Regions from separate parts of the Mus musculus genome. Here region 1 is linked to region 2. Evidence: chromatin contacts called from public HiChIP or PLAC-seq data. All regions are on one chromosome and are shown on one strand. The core of a region is the stretch at or near the end of the contact, and the rest is flanking DNA. Distances in the headings are between cores, read along the strand shown. Region 1 holds the start of Psmc5 (protease (prosome, macropain) 26S subunit, ATPase 5). Region 2 has its middle 20 kb from the start of 1700052K11Rik.

What was found. HiChIP or PLAC-seq counts read pairs in DNA pulled down with a chosen protein or histone mark.
Region 1: an H3K27ac HiChIP or PLAC-seq map of embryonic stem cells shows a contact between it and region 2, with 7 times the contacts expected there. The contact joins the promoter of Psmc5 here to the enhancer-like site in region 2. A contact is called at or near these places in 2 of 115 datasets of contacts at active chromatin or transcription factors (both in embryonic stem cells).

Annotation. Positions count from the first base shown.
Region 1 is chr11:106,252,013-106,257,577 of GRCm38.p6, forward strand. It overlaps Psmc5 (protease (prosome, macropain) 26S subunit, ATPase 5), which reads left to right and starts at 4,173. Exons shown (of 11, transcript NM_008950.1): 1 at 4,173-4,202; 2 at 4,836-4,907. The coding sequence starts at 4,179. Ftsj3 (FtsJ RNA methyltransferase homolog 3 (E. coli)) reads right to left here and starts at 4,072. Exons shown (of 21, transcript NM_025310.3): 1 at 3,749-4,072; 2 at 3,573-3,665; 3 at 3,308-3,413; 4 at 2,774-2,820; 5 at 2,595-2,674; 6 at 1,750-1,849; 7 at 1,470-1,664; 8 at 1,277-1,392; 9 at 1,069-1,173; 10 at 888-988; 11 at 654-734; 12 at 416-565; 13 at 191-326. The coding sequence starts at 3,639.
Region 2 is chr11:105,158,646-105,164,561 of GRCm38.p6, forward strand. It overlaps the pseudogene Gm11620. Among named protein-coding and RNA genes, the nearest start is that of 1700052K11Rik, 20 kb to the right of the region's middle. Within about 2 kb of position 1,501, at least 38 of the 459 cell types and tissues checked have an H3K27ac peak or open chromatin away from gene starts, as enhancers often do. A contact at or near this core is called in embryonic stem cells, where this site is marked.

The DNA.
Region 1 (5,565 bases), core at 2,923-5,422, 1.1 Mb after region 2:
TTATAGAGCTTCCTGATGTCATCATATTAGAGGTGTTTCATTTGAGCATTCTGGAGTCTCGGGTACTCCTTTTCTCCTCTAGTATTTATAGGTAAACACAACAACCAAACCCCACGATCACTCAATATATTTAACTCGATGCTTCCCCCGACCTCTGAGCCCTCAAACCGATGGCCCAGCTCTCCCTTACCTGCTGGCCACGGATGGTTCGCAGGGAGAACATGCCTGTCTCCCCCTCATCTGCAATAGAAACCCCAGGCAGATCCATCTTCAGCTCGACACGCTCCCGCTGCTTCCTCTGCTCACGAAGCAACTTCTTCTTCTTCCTGATCAGATGTTGAGGGATTTAACCTGCTTGTCTCCAAAACTTGAGTGTCCTTTACCCTTTTCATATACTCCTCCTCAGACCCCTCACCTCTTGAGTTCTGCCACTTCTTGGGCTTTCATCTCTGCCAGAGTCCGATTAAGCTGTTCTTCCTCTCTCTCTTCTTCTTCCTCTGGCGCCTGCTTTGTCTCAGCTACTGCCTCTTCTTCATCACCTTCTTCTTCTTCTTCTGAGCTGAGGCTGGCAAACCAGTCGAAAGGTGTGTTTATTTTCCCAGACACTTGATCCCACACCCAACCCTCCCTAACCCTGGCTACCTCCTCCTTACCTGATGTCCAATGCCTTTGCTTGCTCTTTCAGCTTCTTAGCCACATATCGCCGAAGCTTTGTTCTCCAATTCAGAAGAGACCTGCCCAAGAAATACTATTACTGACTAATCTACCCCCATCTTTGTCCCTGTCTCTTCCTTAAAAGCCCACACTCCAGATTTCAGGGTTTAGCCATAAACAACAAAATCCTGGTCCCCAGAGTCCAACATCATGTTGCCCTTACACCTGTGTACCTAAGTTCCTTTCGCCCCAGCACTTTGATGTCCTGACAGCATACTCTAATGTCTTCAGTTGTAGCTGGATGCTGTGCCAACTCTTCATCATCTATTGAGATCTGTTTGTGAGGGAAGGGAATGGGATGTTGTTCTGGCCATGTTTTCAGGCCTCCCGGAGACTCTCACTCTGGGAACTCACTTCGCTGGCCTTGGAGAGGAAGTCAACAGGATTGGCAGCTCGCAAGAAGTCCGTAACTGAGGTTCGGTGATAAAGAGTAAGGTCACCTTCGGCATAGCCTTCAGCCTTAGGAAGAGAAATAAAGATAATTACTAGACAGTCGCTTCTTAGATAATCAAGTTCTCCCAGTTTCAGAATCCATTTCTTACAACAGTAACAACAAAACCACCTTTGGCTTCTTCTTTGTCACCAACTCAGTAACAGTTTTAGCCTGAACTTCAACCTCCTTAAAGGCAAACTTGGGATCAAAGAATTTAGCATCAACCTTGTCCGGAGCCAGGAATCCTAAAAGGAGAAGATAGATTAAATAAAAGTTTGCTTTCATAATTAGGTTGTGTCAAGAGGAAGGAATAACGTCTCACCTTGACAGACTACAAAGATTTCTGCAGATTCATGGCGAGAGGCTTGGGGCTTCGTGGCCTGGACACGGTGGAACAGCTGCTGGAAGATCCACAGCAAGGGCTGATAGTCTCGGGAACGAAAGACTTTTGTGATGAAACAACCACCACGGGCCAAAAAATCACAAGCCAAACGCAGAGCCATCAGAGTTAGGTGAGCTGTAGGACGGAAACAGTCAGGGAACCTCTGCAGCCTTTCGATGTGCTACCTCCACCCTCACCTCCAAGCCCACATTCCCTGTACCTTGGGAGTAAGCGTCATGGACCCAACTAGCCCCCACATTGGGAGCCCCATCATTGAGCACAACATCAACTTTCCAGGTCTTCAGCTCCTTCCTCAGGGCCTAATGAAAGTAAAGGGGTTCTAGCAATGGAAACACAGTAACTGCTAAGAACAGAACTCTGGTTCAGTCATCTGTCTAGTCATGCACTGAGCGCCCACCAGTGCCAACATCCTGCACCAGGTACTAGGGATGCAACAGCAACAAAAAATATACATCTTCCCCAAGCTTAGAATTAGTTCCCTGGAAAGAATTTTTCTGAAGATAGATCTCTCATCCTTCCACCAATTCACAGTACTATCCCTGCCAGGCACGGTGGCACTCGACTGCAATCCCAGAGGCAGAGGGAGAGAGACTGCAAGATCAAGGCCAAACTAGGCTATGTACTCAGCTCCACATCAGTGTGGGCTACACAGTTAGAAGCTATCCTAAAGTACACAGCAAGACTCTATCTCAGGGAAAAACAAAAACACTTGATTGTAAATAAAGATGGAAATGTACACAAGGATTGTCAGTCTTTTTGGCCACGTGCTTGAAACCATGGTAAATTGGGAAGTGTTTCATTCACTCTTCAGAGGCAATGACAGCCAGGCACTAGTGGCACACCCCTTTAATCCCAGCACTTGGGAGGCAGAGGCAGGCAGATTTCTGAGTTCAAGGCCAGCCTGGTCTACAGAGTGAGTTCCAGGACAGCCAGGGCTACACAGAGAAACCCTGTCTCGAAAGACCACACACACTAAATAAATAAATAAGTAGGCAATGACACCAGCACATAAAGAGGAAAGAAAAGAAGGAGAGGTCTTATTACCTGCCTACAGCGTTCTGTTGTGATATCCTCCTGGAGAGTCACCACATTGGGGAGAGGCTTGATTGGAACGAGGTCCACTCCTAAAAGATGTTAACTCAGTATTACAGGGTGGAGGAAGATGTAGGACAAAATTAGTACCTAACCCACCCCTCCCCCTCAAATACCCAAGAGTCACCCACCTACAATAAGACTGGATACAGGCATAAACTTGGCAGCCACCTGCAGCCTGTGAAAGAGACAGATTTAAATACCTTTCATCCTCCCTTGGCAAGGTGACTTCTCATCCCCTTAAGAGGCACCTGTTAAGTGTAGTGGCCAAATGTCTATGCATACATTCAAGAAGCAACCTGCTGGGCATGGCAACACAGGGCTGCATTACCAGCCACTAAGGAGGGCAAGAGATTAAGACCAAAAGTTCAAGGCCATCCTTGGCAATTTTTCAGCGTCCCTGTCTCAAAATAAAGCAATTGGAGATATAACTCGGTGGTGGAGGGGCTGCCTAGCATGAGTTAAGTCCTTAGCATGAGTTAAGTCCTTAGGTTCAGTACCACAAGAGGGGGAAAATGACGCTCCCTTCCAAAATTTGAGAGAGACACATACTATGGAATATTTAATCTGAATTGTGTAATCGGATTCCCATCCTCCCCGAAAAGCAACTCAAAGCCAACCAGTGCCAGGAACGTGTCATCATAGCAGCCCCTGCCAAACGTTACCATCCGCCAGGCGCAGCACACAGGTCCAACAAGGCCCGGGCTTTCTGCAGGAACTGAAAGCGGCGATTGAGCTGGATCAGTTTGAAGGCAGAGCGCGAACGATAACCTGGATCGTGGAGAGTGGGTGTATAAGGCAATACCGTCTACGGAGGCCTTTCCCAGGAGGAAAGCCTCACAATCCCATAACCCCCTCGAAGGAAAAGGAACTCGGGACTAGAAGAAGCGAAAAGACGGGGATGTTGTTCCTCAGCGCGAACCCACTCACCAGTCTCCTTGGCCAAGTGATAGAACTTGTCCCGCCGGCTCTTGCCTACTTTGCCTTTCTTGCCCATGGCGGGATGGGGGAGTATCACTCACTCTGGGGAGAAAGAAAAAGGTGAGATCGTCTTTCCGAGCACTGGATCTCGCTTCGGTTCCTCAGGCGGTGGAGCAATCACTTACCCAGACGTTAGATAGCCCTTAACTCCGCAGGTTTTCAACTCTTAGGAAGCAGCACATGTAGGCAGTAATCGTACTTCCGCTTCTGCGCGCGTTTCCTACATTCCTGGCGTCATGATTTCCGCCATTTTGAGTGTGGCCAAAATTTTTTTGTCAGCAGGCCTTACAAGTTAAAAGTAGAGGCTAGGAAGTAGAGTGCAATAACTCGTATCCTAAACGCTAGGAAGCATCAACCAGAAGTTCTATATCTCTTCACAAAACTAGTGACCTCCAGTAGAGCCTCTACTAATACAGCCACTGTGTTTGTATCGCCACACACCCCGCCCATTGACCCGGAACTGTTCTCGGTGGTGACCCAGGGCGCATGCTTTCGCCTCCGCGCCTGCGCGATAGAGTGACTTGGATGCCGGCGATCCCTGCCGAGAGAGGGAAGATGGCGCTTGATGGGCCAGAGCAGGTAAGGATTCTGCCGCGGCGGCTGGGCGGCATCCAAGCTGAGTGTGGAGTGCACAAAATCTGAAGTGAGGGGTGGCCACGAGCGAGAGGGTCCAGTGGATCAGGGGTGGGTGGATCACGTCAGACCGGACTCTGCCTGGGACTGGATCTGCTGTGTCAGCGCCGCCCTGAGGAAAGCAGGACAGGGGTGGGTGGAAACTGAATGAAGCTGGCAAGCCGGAATGGCCTGGGCTTCGACCTGGACTTGGTCCCTCTGTTCTGCCTTTGTCTGTAGTAGTTAAACCCTGGGGATGTGTAGCTCTAGCCACAGGGCAGTGCGCTCGGTGGGTATATGGCCCCTTGAGACTCCTAAAAGTCCTCGAAGGTAGGCGGTAATTGCATCCTTGTAGTGGATTCAGAAATGAAGGCTTAGAACCAAGAACTAAGCCTCCGAAGTTCAAACACACAGACCTCGCCCATCGAGATACCAGTTTCTGAGGAAAAGGGAATGGTATTTTCCTGACCTTGTTTCTTAAGCTATATGGTAGAGTGCCTCGAAAATACTTTGGCTTTACCCTTTAGTACTTTATGCCTTTTCTTTTTCTTTTCTTTTCTTTTCTTCTTTTTTTTTTTTAACACTTACACTTGTCTTCAGATGGAACTGGAAGAGGGGAAGGCAGGCAGTGGACTCCGTCAATATTATCTGTCCAAGATTGAAGAACTCCAGGTGAGTACAGACAGCAAAGGGAGCTAGTGGAGGACGGGAGCTGGTAGGTGCAGATTTCTCTGTGTCCTTTTTCCACTGGGAGTGCAGCAAAGAGTTCTTTTCCAATGTTGTTCGTTTGCAGCTCTTTGCTTGTCTGTTTCTTATGTGTATATGTATATATGCCTGCGTAAGCTTATGTGTATCACATATATACAGATGTCTGTGCAAGTCAGAAGAGGGCAGTGGATCCCCTGAAACTTGAGTTACGTACAAATAGTTATGAGCTACTACAGGTGCTGAGAACTAAACCCAGGCCCTCTGCAAAAGCAGTAAGAAACCCTCTTGACTGCTGAGCCATCTCTCCAGCTCCTTTGTAGTCAGGAGGTACCAAGCTGTGTAAGGTAGATTGATAATCTCTTTGATGGGAATAGTGTTTAGTTAGGATTTTTTGTTTGTGTGCTTGCTTGCTTGCTTTTCCAGGTTTTTCGTTTTATGTGTTTGGGTGTTTTGCTTGCATCCAATGTCTGTGCCCTACATTTGCCTGTGAAGGCCAGAAGACAGTGTAGGATGCCCTAGAAGTGGAGTTATAGAAAGTTGTGAGCGGCCATGTGGGTGCTGGGAATCGAACCCAGGTTCTCTAGAGGAGCGGCTGGCTCATTTATCCACCTCTCCGGGCCCA
Region 2 (5,916 bases), core at 251-2,750:
AAGGGCATCTTATAAAGGCAAAAACCATAAAAGCTTATACATAGGTACAGAAAGTGTTGCTGGGCCGATGGGTCAAGTCCAAGCTTATTGTAGCTATACAAAGCAGTTCTGACTGACCTCTGTTGTGATTGGTTTCTAAGAACACCAAAACACAGAACATAACAGAATATGTAATCAACTTGGGCATGAGAAAGTTTCCTAGTAGCAATAGAAACAGTGTAGGAGACTGATTCCTTGTAACAGTAATAACAGCATTAAATGGCTGGCTAGACAGACAGGCAGTTACCCAGGCCTTGATATGAGGCACAGTGTCTTATGGTATGTCCAGACTAGCTGATTGGCAAGCTGCAAGGGAGTCCTCTTGCCCTTCCCATTTCACTACTGCAGGAGAGTTTCAGTGACCCATGGAAAATCTATATACTGAAGGAAGTCAACATCCAAGTGTTGTTGCTTTGTGGGTGTGCTGAGTAACATACCATTCTCTGGACATTTGCATCACATTCTTCTTGAATCTGACAAATGCTGGGGCCAAGGGCCCTAAAAAAATAACAATTGGATGCTTGGTGATAGTGGCTTTCTTTTTTTTTTAAATTTTATTTTATATATATGGGTACATGCATGGTTGTGTACAACATGCCTCCCTAGTGCACTCAGGGGTCAGAAGAGGGTGCCAGACCTCCTGGAACTGGAGTTATAGATGGTTGTGAGCCACCATGCAGACGCTGGGAATTGAACCCAGTCCTCTGGAAGAGCAGCCAGTGCTCTTAACCAGTGAGTTCTCTCTTTAGACTGAGATAACTAGATAACTTTATTTTTGGTAGAAAAGGTGATCTTACTCTGTGGTAGAGGCTACCACTGCCCCTCCAACTCTAGGGACTCCAGCACTCCTTTTCTGTGTGTACCCCACACATACTGCATACACATGTAAATGAACAAAATAAGACACAAAACAAACAAACAAAACAGAAAGAGTTGATGGGATGGGGGGGGGCAGGGGGAAGTGTTGAAGCAAAGTAAAAGAGCCTATGGTGCTTAGAGGAGGCCTAAGAACTCATGACTTGGTCTCTTGAAAAGTGCCTGCCTAGGACCCCTGAGGCCTAGGTTTCATTCCAGGACTACAAAACTTAACGGGGCAGAGTCCTCCTGTATCCAAACAGCTGGGAGGTCGAGGCAGGGGGTACTTAAGGCCAGCCTCCTTCTATGAAACTGGATCTCAAAACAACAAAAGATGCTGGGTCATGGTGTGGGGGTGGTGCACACCTTTATTCTCAGTACTCTGGAGACAGAGGCAGACAGATTTCTATTAGTTCCAGGACAGCCTGGTCTACAGGACAAGTTCTGGGACAGCCAGGGCTACACAGAGAAACCCTGTCTCAAAAAAAAAACAAAACCAAACCAAACAAACAAGCAAAAACCCCAACAGGGACCATATTCCTCAGTCTTGTGTGCACATTCCAAGAGTGAATCACACCGCCTCATTTGGTTTCACAGCCCCTGGGGACAAAGGCCTGAAGTGCATTTTTTACATACCAGAGGAGACCTGGTTCCCAGGTTCTCCCAGCATCCCTCAGTCCCAGCCTGGCACACGATGCCCCTGCCTGAATGTACCAGCCTCTTCCTCCACAGCTCCTCCCTATATACTCCAGACATTTGACATTTGCTCTTCTTCTTCGTCGTGTCATCTTTCTTTCTTTCTTTCTTTCTTTCTTTCTTTCTTTCTTTCTTTCTTTCTTTCTTTCTCTCTCTCTCTCTCTCTCTCTCTCTCTTTCTCTTCTTCTTCTTCTTCTTCTTCTTCTTCCTCTCCTCCTTCTTCCTCTCCTTCTTCTTCTTTCTCCTCCTCCTCCTCCTCTTCCTCCTCCTCTTCCTTCTTCTTCTTCTTCTTCTTCTTCTTCTTCTTCTTCTTCTTCTTCTTCTTCTTCTTCTTCTTCTTCTTCTTCTTCTTCTTCTCTCTCTCTCTCCCTCCCTCACTCCCTCCCTCTCCCTCTCCTCCTCTTCCTCTCCTTCTCCTCTCCTCTTCTCTTCTCTTCTCTTCTCTTCTCTTCTCTTCTCTTCTCTTTCTGCACAATTGCCCACTTCCTTTTCTCTCCCTCTTCTTCCCCCTGCCCTGTCCCCAGGGCAAGTTCCCCTGGCCTTGGTCCTTGGGGCTAGTAAACTCACCCAACCTAGAACAGCTTCCCAATAAACCTGCCTTTAATATCATCTAATCTAGTTTAAATTGGCTCATTTTATGGGCAGTGAAGAAATAACATAGCAGATGGTGACACAACTGTGAAAAGATCAGTACCTATCCTGATGGCCATGGCCATTCCTGAGCACATAGGGACCACTCTATCACTCTCTCCTCTTCTAGGTACATCATTTCTTTTTTATTTATTTATTTATTTATTTATTTATTTATTTATTTATTATATGTAAGTACACTGTAGCTGTCTTCAGACACTCCAGAAGAGGGCTTGATGCCCTCTTGTTACGGATGGTTGTGAGCCACCATGTGGTTGCTGGGATTTGAACTCCTGACCTTCGGAAGAGCAGTCGGGTGCTCTTACCCACTGAGCCATCTCACCAGCCCCGGTACATCATTTCTTGAGACTCTGTAAGTACCCATCACCAGCTACATCGTCTCACTTAACCCTTACAACCCCAAGGTGGGCTCATCTGCAGCAACCAGCTGTGTAGGGATGAGAAATTCCATTTCCTAGTAATATTGGCTTCCCTCAGAGCACTCAGCAAAACTCTGCCAATGGAATAGCCAAGACTGTCTTTTGATAGCAGGGGTGGCAGTAGTGGTGTGATGGACTGGTATCCTTGCAATCTATCTATCAGACAATTGAAAAACTGGACCCCAAAGACATAGGCATTTCCCCAGGAATACCTTGCTGGGAGGAGCAAAAGCCCCAGCAGGACATGGGGGATGGGCTGGGGTGGGGGTGGGAGACATGTGGAGCAGTTGCCTTTCCAAAGGAGACTTTACCCAATCCTAAAGTTTTGTCACGCTGGGGGAGGAGTGGAGCAAACTTTACTCTAAGCACTCAGGAGGCGGAGGCAGGCTGATCTCTGAGTTGGAGGCTAGAATGATTTAGAGTGAGTTCCAGGACAGCCAGGGCTGCACAGAGAAACCCTGTCTCAAAACAAAATAAAAACAAAAAAGAAGCAGCAGATATTATTATAGATGGGTTTAAGCCTCCATATACTTTCTTTGATATTACAGAAGCCCACATTTCAGAAACTTTAAATCTCTCTCTCCTCTCTGTTCTCTCTCTCTCTGTAGGCAAGGCTAGCCTTAAACTTAAAGATCCAACTGCCTCTTTCTTCCCAGTGTTGAGATTAATGGCATACACTACCACTGCCAGGCAACACTTTGAAAAAAATGAAAAAAAAATGAGATTTGGGGTTTTATAGAGAATTTGGATTTTAAAAGAGACTGGATTTTTTGTGTACATGAGTACACTGTAGAAGTCTTCAGACACACCAAAAGAGGGCATGGGATCCCATTACAGATGAGCCATCATGTGGTTGCTGGGAATTGAACTCAGAACCTCTGGAAGAGCAGTCACAGTGTTCTTACCTGCCCTCTCTCTAGCCCCAAAGACTGGATTTTTTTTAAAAGATTTATTTATTTATTATATGTAAGTACACTGTAGCTGTCTTCAGACACTCCAGAAGAGGGCATCAGATTTCGTTATGGATGGTTGTGAGCCACTATGTGGTTGCTGGGATTTGAACTCGGGACCTTCAGAAGAGCAGTCGGCGCTCTTAACCACTGAGCCATCTCGCCAGCCCCTGGATTTTTTTTTTAAGATTAAGTTTTTCATTTAATGTATGAAAGTCACATGGTGTTCCAGGATTGAACAATTCCATGGAAACAACAAGACGTTTCGGCCACCTCAAGCAGTCTTTCCAATAACAATTTAAAATCCATTCAAGAGAGGCAGGGATCTGCCAGAGGGGCTGCAGCTAGCACAGTGCTGGTGGCTGAAGACCAGAAGTGGTCCACTGTACTGTGTAATTATTGAAAAACTATGCAGGCTATCACTGGCTTCTCTTGACTGCAGTAGTCTTCCTGCCTCTGTGTCTACCCTCAAGTGGTGGTCCACACAATAACCATCAGTTACCTGGGGGTGTGTGTGTGGGAGGGTGTGGTCACTCGCCTTTCTAGTCATCCTTCCCCTGCAATTAGTCTGCTGCAGCTTGCTATAAACCCCCTCCTCCCAGCCCCGTCTAAAGAAAACGCCAGAGACTTGTAATTTATTGGTCAGATTTATTACAGTAAATTCTCAACCCACAAAACACTCCACACACAGATTGCAAACACAAATGATATCACCACAAGCTTCACGACTAGATGGGGCTAACCCACCCTACATATGATTTAATCTTCGAAGAAATGCCCACTTCATATGGCTCCCTGGACCACACGGTTCTGATTCCTCTTCCTCTCCTATAGATTCCATCTTATCTACAAGTCTCCATCTTCCTCTCTGTCCCTGAGTGCTGGGGGCCACCCCAGTGTGGGATGTTCTTTCTCGTCGGTTCTTATTGAGGCAACGGCAGGGGAAGAGCTTAGGCAGAGGGTAGGACTTTGTGAGATATTTAGGGTTGCTGTATAATAAAACATTTACTTATCTAAGCCCAAGTTACTAAGCTGTTGTAGCTGACCTGCTTTCTGTGATCCTATAAGGCCAGAAACTACAGTTTCTGGCACCTAGTGCCACTACTTCAAGCCACAAAGGATTAAGTAAATAGCCTTTGTTCTATCTCAGCAGGAACTGCTGGGCTCTAACTTTCAGCCTGCTAGTTAGAAGTCTCAGGAAGAGAAGACACTTAGAGAAGTGATTATAGAGTTTATTACTAAGTTGTAAAAAGTTTCCTATGAAAGCTATTTAAGAGGAAAAGCAAAAAAATCCTGTGTGGGGAAAAGGAAAAATTCTCTAAGTAGGAAAGGGAAAAGATTCTAGTCTAAGTGGGGAAAGGCAAAAAAGGTCTCCTCTGTTGATTTCTCTCATCTCTTTGTCCTCAGTACTTATACATCTTTCAGAATACATGAGCATGTGTTACAAAATTCATCACACGTTCACACAAAAAATCAAATCATAAATTGAAATAGAAGTTTACAATAGTGAATGTTTACATGCATATCCATTAGGAGTAATTATCTGGCTAAACATCCATCACTTGTTTCAGCTCCACAAATTCACTGAAGGTTTAAAACCATAACGAAGTTATTAGTGAAGTTTTGTATAGGCAAACCCAGTCGGAACTTTATCTTCTGTCCCAACACCTGTAATACATCAATTAGTTCCCTTTTAATGACCTTTGGTTAATTTTATTTTTTCTTTGAGACTGGGTTTCTCTGTGCAGTCCTGGCTGTCCTGGAACTCACTCTGTAGACCAGGCTGGCCTCGAACTCAGAAATCCACCTGAGTCTGCCTCCCAAGTGCTGGGATTACTGCCCGGCCTGGTTAATTGTTTTATAACCTCTTGGAATGTGCTCTGAGTAGGAGAAAGTCTGGTTACCAACTAAGAGCAATTAACTGGTAACACTTGGAAGACTGACAGAGTTCTCATTGCAGCTTTGACTATCAGAAAAAGACCTAATAGCAGTCCCGTTAATAAAATAGCTTAATAATCACAGATATGATTTTAGGAATTCTAATAAGATCATCACTAAGACTTAAGTCATCTATTTGTCTATATAGCATCACTACAAGACAGTACATCTTCATGGATCTGCAGAGACCTGCTCCAAAGGGGTGTGCTCCTACTTAGTGATTGTTATATATGTTTAATGATTACGAAAAAAGCATATTAATATCAGGAATCTTTCCTAAAATGAGTCCCTCACAGCCTTGCTTAATGAGGGCTCACCTGTCCCAGATTATATAATAATCCGAGGCAGGCCACTTCAGGATGATCGCC